3 separate regions of the Sus scrofa genome follow, and all the other regions are linked to region 2. Evidence: chromatin contacts called from public Hi-C and HiChIP or PLAC-seq data. All regions are on one chromosome and are shown on one strand. Each heading gives the region's core, a stretch centred on a gene start, on an enhancer-like site or on the middle of the called end of the contact. The rest is flanking DNA. Distances are from core to core; before and after follow the strand shown.

Region 1 (4,562 bases), core at 1,827-4,326, 67 kb after region 2:
GGAACTTTCGCACTTAAAAAAAAAAATTAGATGTTAAAATACAAGGAAGCATGTTGCTGAACCATGATTAGAACAAATGCTATTAGCCTGAAAAGGTTTTTTTTTTTTTGCTTTTTTTATGGGCCACACTCGTGGCATATGAAAGTACCCAGGCTAGAGGTCCAACAGGAGCTGCAGCTGCCAGCCTATGCCACAGCCACAGCCACGCCAGATCTGAGCCATATCTGCAAACTATACCACAGCTCACGGCACTGCCGGATACCTGACCCACCGAGCGAAGCCAGGGACCAAACCCACATTCTCATAGATACTAGTTGGATTCATTTCTGCTGTGCCACCATGGGAACTCCCTAGCTGGAAAGATGTAAATGTTATTATCGAAAAATGCAGTTAACAGAAAACTGTGGGCTGGAAAAGAACTGCTGTGGGTGGGGTGAGCCCACATTAGGAAGTAGATTCAGAGAGTTCCCTGGTGGCCTGACAGTTAAGGACTCAGCACTGTCACTGCTGTGGCACTGGTTCAATCCCTGGCCTGGGAACTTTTTTTTTTTCTTTTTTAGGGCCACACCTGCAACATGGAAATTCTCAGGCTAGGGACTGAATCAGAGCTGCACCTGTGACCTACACAGCAGCTCACAGAAACACTAGACTCTTAACCCACTGAGTGAGGCCAAGGATCAAACCCAAATCCTCATGGATACTAGTCTGGTTCGCTACCCTTGAGCCACAAGGAAACTCCTGGCCTGGGAACTTCTGCATGCCACTGGCACCGCCAAAAAACAGAGGTAAACTCAGACGTGCTGGCAAGGACCCAGCATTAGAGAACCCTCACAGGCTGCCTGCCTGCTTTCTTTGATGGAACCCTGTCTACTGGCTGTATCTGGGATGCTGTGTAAAACCCGACAGGACTTTTCACTGCAGTCTTGAGGTAACATGACTTGGGTCCAAAGCACAATTGGAATAACTGCACCAAAGGTGGTGCCTCACTCAATGCCACCATGAGGACATCTGTTCCCATTTCCTCTCCAAACCCACTTCCTCTCTGTTGTTAACTGAGGAATTTCCCCTCTCCTTTCTGAGGTCAACCCCCAAGTATCCAGGACACAGCCACCTTCCTTCTCAAAGGCCAGACTCTTTCGGTGACCTCCTGGCCATCAGAGATCCGTACCAGATTGCTCCATCCAATTTCAACATGCCTTGCTGCTGTGCTCCCCCACCCCGCCCTGGCCTACAGTTTATGCCCATTTCTCAAACCCCTCCTGAACCCTTACAGCCAACCACCTTGAGTCCCCACTTCCTCACCTCCTAATGGACTTATGTTCCTATCATTCTGCTAAAATCAGCCAAATCTAAAGTCACTTTTCTGTCCTCACTTTACCGGGCAGATTCTGAAACTGCATTAAAGAGGCTAAAACAGAACAAAATAAAAGCACAGAAAAAAGGCTCTGACTTGCAGCAGCAGCAACTTTAAAGAAAGATTTTAATCACATTAAGTTCAGAATGACTCTTGCTCTCACAAGGCCTCACAGAAATACTGCCATGTTCACTGATGATCAAATTATTACTTGGATTTCAGTTCTAAGAATGATACCCTTGCAAAATATGCCTCCTAGACTCTCACGACTTCTAGAAGATGTGACCTGCTGCCCTGGAGAATCGTGTATGTGGGAAGGGTCGCCTGGCAAAAAGTATGATTGCAACTTAAAAATTTTCCTCTAAACTCAAGCCTCAAAGAATCGGACTGGGAGTAGAGCCAGCACTGCAACCTTCTATTTAGCACGTGAGAAAACAGTACCCCAACTTAAGGCCAGGTTTTCTGACTCCAGGTTTAGCATATTGACATGTTTTAGGAAAGCGAAGAAAGCCAGACCCTGGAATGCTCCTACTCCTGCTCCACCTGCCTCGGGGCGAGGCCGCCTGGCAAGGGACCCACGATTAGGAACCAGGAGACTTTCTATCCGTGAGAACCACCATCCTCCTCCAGTGGGTTTTAATTTCTTCCGTTCTTCCCACTGCCCTGCAGAAGACACTTCTCTTGACCTGAAGGACCCAGGGAGAAGATTTAATCTTGTTCGAAGGCTGGTCTCCCTCCTAAGAGCACCCGGGGTGTGTGGGGGGGGGTCACACCCAGTAAACCTAGAGCTTCCCCCGTGGTTCCCGACAGTGGGAGCCCATCGCTGTCCCGCCTCTAGCCCTCCTTGCTGCTGCCCCTCGGGGTAGGGTCTGAGGACCCGGCCTTCGGCCGGGACCGCGGCGCAGACACCCACTCCGTCCCCGCGCCCCGGCACCTCACCCGCGTGGGACATGGGCGAAGTGAAGTTCCCGTAGTGCTCCTCGTTGTACAGGACCACCGCCGAGGCGTTTCTTCGAGCCGCTGCCAAGACCTTGTCCTTGAAGGTGCAGCCCCCGCGCGCCACCAGCGCGACCCAAGGCGCGGCCCCTTGAACGCCGGGCACGAGGAAGCGCGTGTAGGGCTCGCAGCCCTCGGGGTCGCGGTCTTCCGCGCGCGGGACGCCCACCAGGCCGTGCGCGCCCTCCTTAGGCGAGCTGTCGCCGAAGCGGCCGCTTTCCGAGACGCTCCGCACGGTCCGGTTGGTCTGCGGGTCCACGTATTCGGTGCTCACCACCGCCGAGAACCACTCGAGTGCCCGGCCCCGGGCGCCGGGGGAGCACAGGGCCAGCGCTAGCAGCGCCAACGCGCCGCGGGCCTGGAGCCGCCGCCGCCGCCACGCCATGGCCCCTGCCGCCGGGCGACTCCCGGAGGGCCGGAGGGAGCGCGCGTACAAGGGCTCTGAGGAGAGCAGAGAAGCGGCCGCCGGCGGCCGAGCCCGGGAAAAGAGAGTCCGGGCGGCAGGCGGGGCCGCGGCGCACGCGCACCTGGAGGAGGGACGGGAGGGGCGCGGCGAGGGCGGGGCTGCGGCGCACGCGCACCTGGCGGAGCGGCGGAGGGGCGGGGGCGGGGCCTGGGCCAGTTCCTCCCCCCCTGCAGACCCCAGTGAGGTGCGCTCGGGCGGAGATCTTCCAGTGCTTGAGAGCGTCTCCACCTTTCTGCCGCTTGGAGGTCCCGGAACCCGGGGAGCCTGCGGACCAAGGCTCGGGTGTGAGCGAATGACGCGACAGTTTGCGCCAAGCCGCGTCACCCCGTGGCCAGTGGCCGAGTTTGTGCAACGGGACTTGTAGCACGCTGAACGAAGCCGGGGGAAGTGACCGCCGCAGAAACGGGAAGCTTCTTTGCTAACCGGCCGGAGGCGTGGGAGCGCTGTTGTGTAAAATCGCCGAACGGATGTTTATGAAGAATTTACTGTGCGAGGCACATGGCGAAGGCCTTGCTTATCTAAAACTTTGAAAATTAGTTTAGAAACTCCAAAGCTACACGTCTTTTCCAGATACTTTATGTTACCGATTTCAGTATTTTATGTATAATCTTTAGTATTGAAGTCATTGCATCGCACTACTTGTTCAGATGAGCACTTAAATGGTACAGCATTAAATATAAAAAGAAAATTTGTTGTTTGGAAATAAAAATCGGGTGATAGTGCACATGAAACTGCTCTGGAAAGGAAGTCTTAGCAGGAAAAGAGGTTTAGAACACTGATTTCTGACTGACTCATCTTCCTTTTTTGTACAAGGACCTGTAATCGCAGGAAGTAGGTTGCTACCACTCACATCAGGCGTTTTGTTGGGCCTTACACGCTCTCATGAGTCCTCTGTTGTTAAGCCTTTCTTGGACTGAGTGTTTTAAGATGCTGCTCCAAAATGCAGCCCACAACCCATAAGTTTTTCTTGAAATTGGATCTCCTCTCCCTTTCCCATTAGGAAACTAGTTTTCCAAAGGCTGAAAGGATCCCAGGGCTTGAGACCTTCTTCTTCTTGTCCCAGGCCTAGAATAGGGAGATCAGTTATGCTGGTCATGGCAGGCTAGGAAATGGCCAAGGACAGCCATGATTTGCTGTAGCAAAACAAATACTTGTAGTTTCCAGAAGAGGCCTTTGCAGTTTCATGCTACATCTGGCACAATCATTTCCTACTTTCTGAAATCAACCTGCTCCTGGCTCTTGTCCTGGCAAACACCAACTTCAATTTCAAGGTTTAACTCCAAAGCTATTTCTTCTGTGAAACCTTCCCCAGTTCCTAAAAGCAAACTTGGGTGCTCCTAATTTGCACGTTGCTTGTGTATGTTATGCTTATGCATAATGAGGTGCCAGCACTACTGCTTTCTAAATACAGTTTTTAGTCTTCAACTACTTGAGTTTCTTCAAGGCCGGGATTGTCTTTGCTGTTTTTCTGAGTCCACCTTAGCTAGCAGACATCATGTGTGTAATCCATGTTCGTTAAATAAGCGAAATAGCTCTTTTTCTACCCATTAAGACGCACGATTACTTACAGGTTTGTTGCTCAGAGACGCTCACAGGCTAATAGAAACAGGCCTGCAGCTGCTGAGCCCTTAGACTCACACCCAAGTCTTGGCTTTTATTTTTTCACTATCAGCTACAGGCCTCAGCTAGTCACCACCCTCATCCTAACCCCCACCTCCCTCCAAAGCTGTGGTCACTGGCTCAAAC
Region 2 (4,199 bases), core at 1,480-3,979:
AGGAATTGAACCAGAATCCTCACAGAAACAACGTGGCGACTTGCTGAGCCACAACAGGAACTCCAACAATTGTATTTATTTTTTATTTCTTAGCCTGGTGACAAGCATGGAAGTGCTTATTACAGTAATATGTATAATTCTTTGTATGACTACAGTGTTTTTTTTTTAAAGTCGGTGATTAGAAATAGCTAAAATTCATTCATAAAAATATTTCACGCAACATAGATTTATATTTGTTTCATCAGACTGGGGTTGGTGTTTATATTGGGAATCACTACATAACTCTTAGTTCTGGCCAATCTTCTGTTTTTGCTTCATTTTAAATAAAAGCAAGCAAAATGATGAGTTCATTTAAGGGCCAGGGCTTTAGGGCCTGGTTGGTGACATCTGAACAGTTTCTGATGCCATCTAGTGGAAATGACGTGCACAACTGTTGGGAGAAGTGCTCAGAGTTTAGAAATAACCCCAAGAGCTCTAAAAAAGACTGATAACTGGGCCCCAGTGGTTATGAATTGATTGATCTCGGGTGTGGCATGGGCATCAGGACTTTTTAAAAAGCTCTCCAGGGAGTTCCCACTGTGGTACAGCAAATTAAGGATCTGGCAATGTCTCTGCATAGGTACAGGCTCCATCCCCAGCCCAGAACAGTGGGTTAAGGATCCAGTGTTGCCACAGTAACAACAAAAGCAACAACGACAACAAAAGTAAAAAGCTCCTCAGGAGTTCCCTGGTGGCTCAGCAGGTTAAGGATCTGGTGTTGTGGCTTTGGTTACTATTGTGGTGTGTGTTTGATCCCTGGCCTGGGAACTTCCACTGTACTGACAAGACATTTATTCCTTCCTTCAACCAGCAAGTTTTTTTTTTTTTGCTTTTTTAGGGCCACACCCGAGGCATGTGGAGGTTCCCAGGCTAGGGGTCCAATCGCAGCTGTAGCTGTCAGCCTACACCACAGCCACAGCAACGCAGATCTGATCTGCATCTGTGACCTACATCACAGCTCACGGCAACGCCAGATCCTTAACCCCCTGAGCCACAACAGGAACTCCCAGCAAATATTTATTGAGCATAGAATAAATAAATAAATAAATATTAATATTTAAATATTAAATAATATTTAAACATTTAATATTAAATAAATAATATTTAAATATTTAATATTTATTTATTCTATACTGAGTACTCTTCCAGGTCCTAGAAAAGAAATTAAGACACTCAAGATCTTAAGACCTGCAAAGATCTTGTGCTTGAGGAAGGGTTCTGTGCTTAGATTCAGAAATGTCTCAGATCACAGCATCTAGGCACTGAGCTCTGTGTTTGGACCGGTGGTGCTAGGTTTCGAGAAAGGGCTGAAAGTCTGTTCTGCTTAGCACCCTCCCAGTGGCAACAGCAGGTCAGGTCCTGGAAGTTGTGGTACTGGTGTGTTGACAGGTATCTGGTGGGGGAGAGAGGGCTTCTTGGCTCTGCAGAGCCTCCTGGTCACAACATCAGGACTCTCGTGCATTCTTGTCAATAGACCTTTACTGAACACTCCATTGGGTCAGGCACCGGCTAAGAGCTGCAGACCTAGCAGTGCAGAAGGGTGTGTACCTGCTTCACATCGGGGCAGTCTAGTTGATGATATAGGCAATTACAGGACATGGTTGGGCCACTCATCTTTCACCTGTCCCCTTATTTAGAGCCACTCTCCACATTCCTGGACCTGCCCTCAACTGCAGGAACACGGGTATAGTCTCCTGTGGACCATATGACAATCTCCCTGGGCACCTGGCTTCCACTGGGTTTCGCCATCGCATAGCTCCAGCAGGAGATCAAGCGGGTAGAAAACTAGGGTGTTTGGGGTGTTTCTTTTGCTGGCTCAGAGGAAGGGTGTGAGTTCTTAGATGACCCTTTCCTTCCAGCTTCTGACAATTCCTCCCTCTGTCTCTTTGGGCTCAAAGGTGATAACAGCTCCACCAGATTATTGCCGCTAAGCTTTGTGAGTCCCAGCATCCTACCCCTAGAGTTACATGATTTGAACATGGCATCTGCTTTTTTTTTTTTTTTTATCTTTTTGCTATTTCTTTGGGCCGCTCCTGCGGCATATGGAGGTTCCCAGGCTAGGGGTCGAATTGGAACTGTAGCCACTGGCCTACGCCAGAGCCACAGCAACGCTGGATCCGAGCCTCATCTGCAACCTACACCACAGCTCACGGCAACGCCGGATCGTTAACCCACTGAGCAAGGGCAGGGACCGAACCTGAAACCTCATGGTTCCTAGTCGGATTCGTTAACCACTGCGCCACGACGGGAACTCCGCATCTGCTTCTTGTTGGGACCTTGGCCAGAGCAACTCTGGCAAGTGTGACATCAGGACCTGCTCAGAACCTAGCACCACCGTGGGGTTGTAGCTTGTTATGAGGGTATGGGAAGGGGTAGGGTGAAGCAGGAGTGGTGGGGTAACTTTGGTTTTGTCGTGATTTGATTGGCTAATGTTACCTTATTAGTCAGTTATCATGTGGTTTAAAAGCCAGAAACAGTTTGGATTGTCTAAAGCAGGGGTCAGGAAATTGCTACCCAGGCCATATCTGTGGGTTTGGAAGGCAAAGTTTTATTGGAACCTAGCCCACACCCCTTCATTTACATGTTGTCTCTGGCTGCTTTGGCATTACAGCGGCAGTATTACCAACTCAGGTCCTTGGACTCTTTAATCAGCGGAAATTGGTAATAGGCCAGAAGAGGAATTCAGGCAAGGCTTGATCAGGATTCATGCTGCAGTAAGAGGGAGTGAAAACCAGTAACAAGTGCCCTTGCTCGTTTCCCAAGGGGGATGGAGCTGGTTTCTTAAATGGGGCAAAAGTGGAGGTGGATCGGTGGGTCTGGTCAGAGGGGTGGCTTAGGTGGTCTGCCTACCCCTTGGTGGTGCCATGTGCAGGGATCATGAGCAGTGCCCTGTTTTGGCTCTGGGCACCTCGGAAGCAGCAGTTGGTTTGTGGCCTTTGTTATCTTATTGTTCACAATTGCCCCAGCAACCCACCTGTGTAGTTATTTTTAGTCCATCATAGTTTCTGTGTATTTTATTGCTGGCCAAGACATTTGTCCAGGCACAAGCACTGCAGCAAAAGATCCCAGGTCCCAGCCTGTCTCAGCAAGGCCAAGTAGTCATGACAGCTATGGTATGGCCCACAGTGCCTAAAATATTTACTCTCTGGCTCTTTCCAGAAACAGGTTGCTGATCCCTGATCTAAGGTGGCAGTTCTCAAAGTGTAGTCCATGGAAATTTGCAGGGGTTATCTGAGACCCTTTTAGGAGGTAGGTGAGGTCAAAATTATTTTCATAATAAGTGTAAGCCATTTGCCTTTTTTACCGTGTTGACACTTGCACTGATGGTGCAATAGCAACGTTGGGTGAACTTGCTGGTCTTTAGTGCGTATCAGGGCAGCAGCACTAAGAAGCTGTAGCAGGATTTCCTGTCGTGGCACAGTGGAAACGAATCCGACAGGAACCATGAGGTTGTGGGTTTGATCCCTGGCCTCGCTCAGTGGGTTGAGGATCCATTACTGTGAGCTGTGGTGTAGGTTGCAGACGTGGCTCAGATCCCCAGTTGCTGTAGCTGTGGTGTAGGCCGGCAGCTATAGCTCCGATTCGACCCTTAGCCTGGGAACCTCCATATGCTGCGGGTACAACCCTAAAAAAGAGACAAAAAAAAAAGAAGAAGTTGTAGCAGTTGTACTCTTCACAGCTATGTTAAAAAGGAATGAAGGTTAGTTAGTTTCAGTTTCACTTAAGAATGTCCTTGATGGAAGTTCCCATTGTGGCTAAGCGGTAATGAGCCCAACTAGGATCCATGAGGACGCAGGTTCGATCCCTGGCCTCACTCAGTGGGTTAAGGATCCAGAGTTGCCATGAGCTGCGGTGTAGGTCGAAGATGTGGCTCGGATCCCCTGTTGCTGAGGCTGTGGTGTAGGCTGGCAGCTGTAGCTCCAATTCAACCCCTAGCCTGGAATTTCCGTATACTGTGGGTGTGGCCCTAAAAAAAAAAATAATTAAAAAAAAAAAAAGGAATGTCCTTGATGGAGTTCCCTGATGGCCCAGCAGGTTAAGTATCTACTGCTATCACTGCTGTGGCTCAGGTTACTGCTGTGGCATGGGTTTGATCCCTGGCCTGGGGACTTCACAAGCCAGTAAAATCATTGATTTTCTTCACTGTCATGCCTTGAGCA
Region 3 (4,084 bases), core at 1,061-3,560, 120 kb after region 2:
CAAGCCCAGCCAAGACTCACATGGGGGCTCAAACCCCTGGTCTTTTCATTCAAATCACACGCCTGGTCCCAGGACTTAGCGAAGTTTAAGTTCTTTGTCTCAGGGCAGAAGGAACCCAGCAAGAGGCAAAGTGATAGGTAAGAAGTAGATTTATTGAGAGAGAGACAAAGTGAAGGTCTGGAAATATGTGGTGGTGTGTTTTTATGGGCTGGGTAGTTTCATGGGCTATGAGTGGAAGGATTATTCTAACTATTTCTAGGGAGGGGTGGGGTTTCCAGGAATTGGGCTACCACTCACTTTTTACCCTTTTATGGGTGGCCTCAGAACTGTCGTGGCACCTGTGGGCATGTCCCTCAGCTGCTAATGTGTTACAATGAGTGAATAATGAGGCTCAGGATCCACTGGGAGCAGAATCTTCCACCATCTTGGACCTAGTGGGGTCCAACCAGTTTTATGGGACAATAGTTCTGTCATCCTTTTAAAAATTGTGCCCTTTCCCCTTCCCTCCTCTTTCACTGTCATGGCCAAGCAGAATCCTCAGAGGTGGCTTTTTGGGGACGCTGAGCCTACCATCTCCCCAGATTGCCTGCATTCTGAGTGAAGACAACTTGCCTTTCTATTAACATTTGTGAATCTGATTTTGTAAGCAGTGAGCAGAGGGCCCTGATTGGACAATAGGTCCAGAGCATGGTTTTATTAAAATATTATATGATGACCTGGGAAATGCGAGACATAGTCAGGATAGAACAAATGCTTTTTTCCTCCACGAGAAATTAAGCGATCACTGCCACAAGCATTTCTGTTATGTTGAAAGTCATGCTAGTCGGCATCAAACAGCCAGATACTTCAAGAAAGGAGGAGCTAAATGAAGGAACTTAGCAGCTGGAGGTGTTGGAAGGGCTGTGAGTATCAAAGACCCAAGAGGCAGTGGGGGGTCAGGAAGGTGGGTCTGGGGGTGGGGACTGTGGCAAAAGCTCCCACTGCCTGGCTGGAGTCCACATTTGAGTTATATATATATTTTTTGGAAACATTACTGAATCCAAACAAAAATTCGATGCTGAGAAAGACGTAAAGAAGCCTGTTTGGTGGTGGTCCAGAGCATGCCTCTGGAAGTCTGGGTGCCACTGCCAACCTAAAAGCGGCTCCTCGTTATTTTCTCCAGCAAAAGATATGGAGGGAGGACTTACTAGGGATCAGGAGACAATTGCCTTTTGGGGTCTGCAACCCTTGCAAGTCAAGTGCAAGTCCCTGCTTGGCAACGAAGGAGAACTCTTTTATAGCTGGGAAGAGGAAGTCGAAATGCATATAATAAACATGTAGCCCCAGTCATTCCATTGGCTGAGTTGTTTCGCCACAAAAGAAGAACCTTTCTTCTTCCTCTTGGGTGTTTTCTTCCCACAGCGTGAGAGCGCCCCCTTCTGGTCTCCTGATTCCATTTAATTGCAGTTTAATTGCAGTTTCATTAATTTTTTATAGCTGGGAGACTCTGGTCAGGTTATCACACTTGGCAATTAGAATTCTCCTACCTCCCAGGGTTGGTGCCAGGGCTAAATAAGGTACAGTTTGTGAAGAGCTAACACAGGGCACTTAGTTAATTCTCCACTGATTTACAGTCCTTGCGTCAGCTGGAAGCTGGTCCTGTCTGAGCCCGAGGCCACGCCAGGGATGGCCATTCACCAGGGGTCAAGGACAGAGGACAGAGAAGGAAAACTACACAGATCTGACCCAGCTCTCCTCCAACCCCGTCAAGCATTGAGAAGAGGGAGAGGAGGCTGAGTTTAGACGGTCCTGGGTTTAGCACCCACTGGGCTTCCTACCTGGTCCTGTATCCCAGGAATGCTGGTCTGAGAGCTGCTGGACTGCTGTGGTCCCACGTGGAAAACTGAAGCCTTTTCTTCCTTGCAGAGCGGACGTTAAAAACTAAATGAGATTTTTTTTCAAAAAAAGTATGTAAAATACCTAGCTCATAGGACGAGTTCAATTACAGTAACTGCTGTAATTAAATTATAAATAACTAAAATATAAATACTTTAAAATAATTAAAATATCACTATTAAAATATAAAGTATTTTTGTGTTTGTCTTGCCATTATGTCCGGTAAAACATTGTATTTTCAAAGGAGAGAGCGCAGTGTGTGTGTGTGCGAGGACCAAGGATACGTCGCTGACCACGACTGGTGGCTCCGGGCTGCATTTTCATCCTGGCCTGGCATCCTATCCAGGCTGGACCCTGGGTTCTTTCTCGCCTCTATTCTGGTCCGAATAAGGTGAAGGTCCCAGGCATAGCCACCAGGTGGCGCCAAGGTCCTTTGCTGCGGTTGCTGTGACGAATTGCCAGGATTGGCAGTTTGGTCAGAAGTTCTGGGAGGGTCAGTGGCTCATCTGGAAGTGGGCAGGAGTATGGAAGACCTCAGTGAGGGGCAAACAGGCTAGAGAGGAGAGTCACAGACCAAGGAGGATCAAAAGAACACCTACCATGAGCCACAAACCTGCCGAGTGTGAAATCAACTCCCTCAAGTAGCTCACAGCCTTGCTGAGGCGACCCATGGGCACATGACCAACATACACGTGAAACTAGTGAGACGTATTGCTACCATTTCTTTAGCCCTGGAGGTGTGTTAGTCTCTGTATTATAATTACCCCCATTTTACACAGGAGGAAACAGATGCAGATGAGGCACTAATTTCCCAAATTAACAAAGCTGAGAAACAATGGATTTGTGCTTCGCCAGTCTGTTTGAAAGGCTGTGTTAAGAGTTTTACACACCATTACTCCTCCAGTAAAACAAGGCCAAACCAAACAGCTCTGCTCCTTTAAAACTCATGACTTTCGGTTGACCTCAGCGAGAGCTGATGGCCACGATGGCAGGACACTCCCCAAGACCCTCCCGCTGCCCCCCCACCTCCCCTCGTCCTCCTGCCCCCTCCTCACTCTCCATGGCATCTGACGCACCCCACACACTGCCTTCTGGTGACCCACCCTCCTTGCCCACCTCCACAGCCTGGTCTTTGCCATCACCAATGCTGTGCTCTGGAGAGCACTGGTCTGCACACTTTGTTTCCAGTGATCCGGCTTTCCAGCTGGAGGTCTCAAGAACGCCCCCTGCAGGCAATCATTACTGGGTCCCCTGATGCCCAGCTTCTCTGGCATTACCCTCTCCTGCCACCCCTCCCTCAGATCCTTCCTTCCCTCCCTCCCTGGATTAGTTGCCACAATGCAATATATCAGCTACTCTTTTGTTTTTAAAACAGCTGCAGAAATGGTGGGTGACTTTATCAGGGGCAGGGATTGCCATGTGGTTCCAACAGCAAACAGTGGGGGTGCTGAGGATAGTGGCTGACTTGATGGAGCAGAATCTCCCAGACGTCAGTGGACAACCTGGCTTCAAAACCAGGTTAGTTATTATTTGGGAAACATAAGCCTCCTGAGGGATGGGCCATGTTCTCTGCTGTGATCTCAGCATGGTGTCGGTCAAGTGAGACAGATGATGGCAGAGGAGCTGCTTAGGGCTCTGGAGCAGGAGAGAGGGCGTGGGGTGTGTGTGTGTGAGGGTGCCTGAATGTCCAAAGTGCAGCTTCTGGCTCTGGAGATGAGCCGTTCAGACCTGGGCGTGGGAAGGAGTGGAGGTAGGGTGGCCAGTCCACCCTGGTTTGCCCTGGAATTTTTTTTCTTTGTTTTTTTAGGGTCGGGACTGTGGCATATGGAGGTTCCCAGGCTAGGGGGTGAATTGGAGCTACAGCTGCCGGCCTGCACCACAGCCACAGTAACGCAGGATCTGAGCTGTGTCTGTGACCTACACCACAGCTCAAGGCAATGCCGGATCCTCAACCCACTGAGAGAGGCCAGGGATCGAACCCGAAACCTCATGGTTCCTAGTCGGATTTGTTTCCACTGCCCCACGACGGGAACACCTGCCCTGGAATTCCTGATGCCACCACCGAGAGTCCTGTATCCAAAGATGCCTCAGTCCTTCATCTGAGCCAGTGGGTCACTCTCTGTCTTGTCTCTAAGACAAGATGATCTCTGAGAAGCCGGAATGTTGGTGGATGGTCTGTCGAAACTTTAGGGTTGGTCACTCTCATGCC

Evidence for each region. A called contact is a pair of places that touch in the nucleus more often than the background predicts. HiChIP or PLAC-seq counts read pairs in DNA pulled down with a chosen protein or histone mark.
Region 1: a contact with region 2 is called in an H3K27ac HiChIP or PLAC-seq map of alveolar macrophages. The contact joins the promoter of RNF149 here to the enhancer-like site in region 2.
Region 3: a contact with region 2 is called in a Hi-C map of alveolar macrophages, with 2.2 times the contacts expected there. The contact joins two enhancer-like sites. A contact is called at or near these places in 3 of 47 Hi-C or Micro-C datasets (alveolar macrophages, embryonic fibroblasts and subcutaneous adipose tissue) and 1 of 2 datasets of contacts at active chromatin or transcription factors (alveolar macrophages).

What each region holds. Positions count from the first base shown.
Region 1 is chr3:53,030,946-53,035,507 of Sscrofa11.1, reverse strand. It overlaps RNF149 (E3 ubiquitin-protein ligase RNF149), which reads right to left and starts at 3,076. Exons shown (of 9, transcript XM_013995949.2): 1 at 2,294-3,076. The coding sequence starts at 2,735.
Region 2 is chr3:53,098,116-53,102,314 of Sscrofa11.1, reverse strand. No RefSeq gene overlaps it. Among named protein-coding and RNA genes, the nearest start is that of CNOT11, 19 kb to the right of the region's middle. Within about 2 kb of position 2,729, at least 1 of the 83 cell types and tissues checked has an H3K27ac peak or open chromatin away from gene starts, as enhancers often do. A contact at or near this core is called in alveolar macrophages, where this site is marked.
Region 3 is chr3:52,978,472-52,982,555 of Sscrofa11.1, reverse strand. No RefSeq gene overlaps it. Among named protein-coding and RNA genes, the nearest start is that of RNF149, 52 kb to the left of the region's middle. Within about 2 kb of position 2,310, at least 11 of the 83 cell types and tissues checked have an H3K27ac peak or open chromatin away from gene starts, as enhancers often do. A contact at or near this core is called in alveolar macrophages, where this site is marked.